Regions from separate parts of the Danio rerio genome. Here region 1 is linked to region 2. Evidence: chromatin contacts called from public Micro-C data. All regions are on one chromosome and are shown on one strand. Each heading gives the region's core, a stretch centred on a gene start, on an enhancer-like site or on the middle of the called end of the contact. The rest is flanking DNA. Distances are from core to core; before and after follow the strand shown.

Region 1 (2,788 bases), core at 95-2,594, 340 kb after region 2:
TAATGTACAATATAAAATATAAGTCATGGTGCAGTGGAAAAAGAATGAACATTATGTATGACTCACCATGAGCTTGGAGGACTGCATCCATGCATCTCTGCATTTACCACATCATGACAGGGGGGACAACAATTTCAAGGACACGTGCAAAATGATAAATAATATTATGAAAACAAAATAAAAGTTATCAAAATGACTTATTTGATCAAATAACTTAAAGACAATAAGAATATTTAAAATATTTTTCATTTTATTCGATTGACTTGCTTTTTAGACTCACTGAAGTTGGCTGAGCAGTGCGTGGGTCATGGCAAAATCACATCCATTCAATGAAAGAATACGGCTAAAATTGACAACATATTTCAAAACATTTATAATTCTACCTGCATGTGTGTAAAGGTCACAAGAATTTCATTATTTGGCATTGTGTTCATATAGGACTGACTCAAACTTGTGGGACATCAAAAGCACTTTATAGTGATAATGACCCATTTTTCTTGCATCATCATTTGTCTTAATGCCAAAAATAAATATAATATAATATAATACAATATAACATAATAAAATATAATATAATATAATATAATATAATACAATACAATATAATACAATATAATATAATATAATATAATATAATATAATATAACGTAATAAAATATAATATAATATAATATAATATAATATAATATAATATAATATAATAAAATATAACATAATAAAATATAACATAATATAATATAATATAAAATATAACATAATATAATATAATATAACATAATAAAATATAACATAATATAATATAATATAACATAATAAAATATAACATAATAAAATATAACATAATATAATATAATATAATATATAAAATAATATAATATAACATAATGAAATATAACATAATATAATATAACATAATACAATATAATATAATATAATATAATATAATATAATATAATATAATATAATATAATATAACATAATATAATATAATATAATATAATATAATATAATATAATATAATATAATATAATATAATTACTACATTAGTGTTTCTGGGTCTTTCCAAAAAAGGAAAAATGTATAACTTAATAACATTAGCCTGAAGAGAGAAAGACAAATGTTCTCCATTAGCTATTGCATAATACATCAGCAGCACTGACACGATTTTCAGTAACTTAATGGCAAGGTAATAAAACTCAGTATAGTGTTATAAATGTGTGAAGTTGATAACAGTGTAAATGTGTCATCACGCTTTATATAAAAAGGCTCCATAAGCTGTGAATTGGGTCAGAAGCGGATGCAGATTGAATGATGTGTGTTTGTGTTCCTCTGCTGCCCTCTGCAGGAGGCCGTGTGTATGTGCGAGGAGGGCTTTACTGAAGTGCTCACCACCGAGGGAGCGCTGGAGCAGTGCGCACCCATTCCTGTGCTGGAAATCCCCACTGCTGGAGACAAGAAGGCTGATGTGAAGACCAGCCGGGCTATCAATCCCACCCTGCCCACCACTGTACAGCCTGGACGCGTCGGACGCACGTGGTACTTACAGCCTTTTGGAGCAGGTAAACGTGTTTCACTTCTGTTAGCAAATACACGTTTCCCCGATTTCTGTTTAACAGAGAATAGTTTACAAATTGTAACCTCCAGCATAAATATGCTATTAAACTCACTGAAATATTGCTGACAATAGCTAAAAAAAAATGCATTGCTTTAAAATGGAAAACAGACATTGATGTACCAATTGGACTGTGGATCTCAGAAGTTTGCAACTGTATCCCATTGGAGAAGATCACATATTCTTTGAGAGGAAAGGGTGAATTATTTAAAAAGATTTGGAATCAATTTTGGAATAAATTTAAAACAGTACCACTTGATTTAAATTTGACAAGATAGTTCTTTTCCACTGGTTTTATACTCCTATTATTATTACCTATTATCTCCACCCTTTTTTATTTATTTATTTGTATTTTACTTATTTTTTATACTGTGTATGATTTACTTTAGTCTGTTTGCTGCTTTGTTTTGATGTTCTGTATTGTTAACTTTTGAAAAAGCTAAATAAAAATATATAATCAAAACAGAGAACGATATAATAACATAATAGTATAATAATAATAATATTGAATATAAAATAGTTTTTACAAAATTTAAAACTGCTTTTATTCTAGCCAAAATAAAACAAATAAGGAGAAAAAATATTAAAGGAAATACTGTGAATAATTCCCTGCTCTATTAATAATCATTTTGGAAATATTTTTAAAAAGACAAATGAATTCACAGAAGGGCGAATAATTGTGAATTTCACTTAAATTATTTTCCAATTCAGTTTTATTTATATTGCACTTTAAAACAACACAGTTGACCAAAGTTGCAGTCGAGAAATAGAGGACTGACTCACCCCAATGTGAATTGCATTACAGTAGTCCAGGTGGGTGGTTACAAAGGCATGGTTTACTGTTTCAAAGTGCTTGTGTGATAAAATGTGCTTAATTTCGGCCAGTTGCCTCGGGTGAAAGAAACTGGAGCGAACAACAGACCAAATCTGGCTTTCAAACTTGAATAGCATTTTTGTTTTCATTAAAGCTTCCCTCTGCTTAGGTGGCACATGGCGGTTTCTACCACTGGATTAAATATGTTTGTAGGCCAGCTCAGTATTTAGTTTCATCCTGGTTCCCTCCAGGAAAACCCAATTGGAATATTTATTTTTATTGCTTTTGGCTGTTTTTGCAGAAAATACAAGCTCTGTGAGCAACACAAGTTTAGAATTATTACACATTTTGTTCCTCAAGAT
Region 2 (2,881 bases), core at 2-2,501:
TAGACAAACAAATGCAATATAATAATGTTTAACCTAATTTGTCTAAATACAGCCCATATAAATAGTTTGTAACCACTTACCTAAAATAATAGTAAATTCAATTAATCATTTTTTTCAGTGAGTGTGAAAGCATTAAAAGTGTCCAAAAAGGCACAAAATCATTACACACAACAACCAAGAGACAGTTTAGACTGACGTCACTGATGAGAAGATGAAGAATGCACTACAGAATGTTACATTTTCATATATTCTATCAATAAAATGTGTTCTCAAGTTAAATTAGTCACACATTTTTTTATTTTATTTATTTATGGTCCATGACTGTCAAATACTGTAATTTTGATTTAGAAAGAAATGTAAGGACACTAATGTAAGTTAATTATTTTTTTTTATTTGCAGGATATGAGGTGGAATAACATTCACAACGTAAGAACCACTCGAGCATTCAGTGTAATTAGAACAGATTTATTTTCTCTTGTACTATATATTTTTTTCCAAGTAATGGTACTTTTTTTAAGTATAATTTTCAGTACTCTTTCCACCCCCTGCTACTAAAATGGGCCATCATCAGGTGTGTTTACAGGAAATCCTCTGCTCATGTTAACTCGTGAACATATTTTTCGAAATAGTCATAAAGCCATAAAAGCCTACAGTGTTTCTTTAAACTACCAGACATTCCTCTACCAGATCATAAAGATGAACGCTAACCTTCAGATATGTTGTAGAAAAACTTGATTTTACAGCTAAAACAGTCATTAGCACAAATCTGTTGACACACAGATATTTTCAAGAATGCCTTTAGGCAAAAACCTGCTTGAATTAAGCCTGCATGTACTTGCTAATAGGAAAATGCAGTCAGACTGGATCTGGATTATAATCACTCTTTCATACACATGAATAAATTTAAGTCATTTACACTAAAGTTAAAGGATGAATTTTCGATGGCGCAATTTCTACTCAACCCAAACTGGACATAAAGTAGTTTTAGCATGTTTCAGCCTCTTATAGTGTTATGATTTTCTCATAATATGACAATTACATACAAAGTAAGAGGTTCTGCTAAAGCTTAAACCTCACATAAAACACAAGAAACTCTAATGACAACCATGTCAGCGTTATCAGAATTATGTTAAAATCACTGTCCTCCATAGCACAACAAAATAAGTAGAGTTTGGTTCACTAGTTACTATGTTTTCTTACCTGTTTTTGTAGGTTGTGATCCTGATGGCAGCAGATGTGCTCAAATAAAGCTGGAAGAGAAGTTTTCCTGCTAATTACCTTCCTTCTTTCACCACACCCTCATTTCAACACTGAAAGGACAGCTGGAGATGCACAGCCAGTCAGATAAGGTATTAAAGTAGCTGACAAACAATGTTAACTTTCTGAAGAAATGTTATATAAATCCTGAGTGATGAATATGGTGAGTATTAAGAGAAATTCCCGGTTTCCTCTTTAAGACGAGATAGTATATTTAGCAAAGGCATTTTTAAATTCAAAGGAGAAAGGTGACTGTATTTCTCCTGTATTTCCTCATTTATTTGTTCGTACACAAGGGATTTCTGTAAACTTGTTACAATAGTTTTTTATGGTTGAACTAAACGTTGCATCATCTTGGAAAAAGAAGCAGCAAGACTGACATGTCAGAACAAGACGATGTTATGCAAGGGCAGAGAATACTCAGAGATCATCTCCAAACTGTGACAGTAGGAATATTTATGCTGTTTTTTTTTTTTTTTTTAACCCAGGCTCATTCTGAAAACGCACCCCAATATACAGTTCTGGAGAGTGCCAAATACCTCCAATGAGGTACTTTTTTTTTTTTGCAGTTTTTGTTTTGCAAATCCACCAGAAGCTGCTGTGTACGCTTTTTGAGATCACAAATTTTTCTCGTAAATGCCATTTGCACCTGCTGTTCTTGCGTAAATCCACTAGAGGCTGCTGTCGACTGACTGACTGACTCACTCACTGTTTGACTGAACCACCCTTCTCCTTCCCTATACTTAACCGATAGTGTTTGAAAAAGAACCGATTGACCCATCCACCCACTTCCCTACACCCAACCAATAGTGTTTTTAAATGCACCGATTGACCCACTGACCCATCCACTTCCCTATACGCATGCCATAGTGTTTTTAAATGCACCGACTGAACCACCCACTTCGCTATAACCAACCAATAGTGTTTTTAAATGCACCGATTAACCCACCCACCCACGTCCCTATACCCAACCAATAGTGTTTTTAAATGCACCCATTAACCAACCCACCCACGTCCCTATACCCAACCAATAGTGTTTTTAAATGCACCCATTAACCAACCCACCCACGTCCCTATACCCAACCAATAGTGTTTTTAAATGCACCGATTAACCAACCCACCCACTTTCCTATACCCAACCAATAGTGTTTTTAAATGCACCGATTAACCCGCCCATCCACTTCCCTATACCCAACCAATGGTGTTTTTAAATGCACAGATTGACCCGCCCATTTATTTCCCTATATCCAACCAATAGTGTTTTTAAATGCACCGATTGACCCACCCACTTAGCTATAACCAACCAATATTGTTTTTAAATGCACGGATTAATCCAACCACCCACGTCCCTATACCCAACCAATAGTGTTTTTAAATGCACCGATTAACCAACCCACCCACTTTCCTATACCCAACCAATAGTGTTTTTAAATGCACCGATTGACTCGTCCATCCATTTCCCTATACCCAACCAGCAGTGTTTTTAAACGCACCGATTGACCCGCCCATTTATTTCCCTATACCCAACCAATAGTGTTTCTAAATGCACCGATTAACACACCCACCCACCAGCCCACGTCCCTATACCCAACCAATGGTGTTTTTAAATGCACCCAGTTTCCTA

Evidence for each region. A called contact is a pair of places that touch in the nucleus more often than the background predicts.
Region 1: a Micro-C map of caudal fin shows a contact between it and region 2, with 11 times the contacts expected there. The contact joins the enhancer-like site here to the promoter of zmp:0000000881 in region 2. A contact is called at or near these places in 3 of 18 Hi-C or Micro-C datasets (caudal fin, embryo and an unstated tissue).

Annotation. Positions count from the first base shown.
Region 1 is chr16:51,652,782-51,655,569 of GRCz12tu, forward strand. thsd7ab (thrombospondin, type I, domain containing 7Ab) reads left to right here. Exons shown (of 29, transcript NM_001423204.1): 27 at 1,346-1,559. Among named protein-coding and RNA genes, the nearest start is that of ica1, 36 kb to the right of the region's middle. Within about 2 kb of position 1,345, at least 6 of the 62 cell types and tissues checked have an H3K27ac peak or open chromatin away from gene starts, as enhancers often do. A contact at or near this core is called in caudal fin, where this site is marked.
Region 2 is chr16:51,308,339-51,311,219 of GRCz12tu, forward strand. zmp:0000000881 reads right to left here and starts at 1,252. Exons shown (of 5, transcript XM_002665035.8): 1 at 1,201-1,252.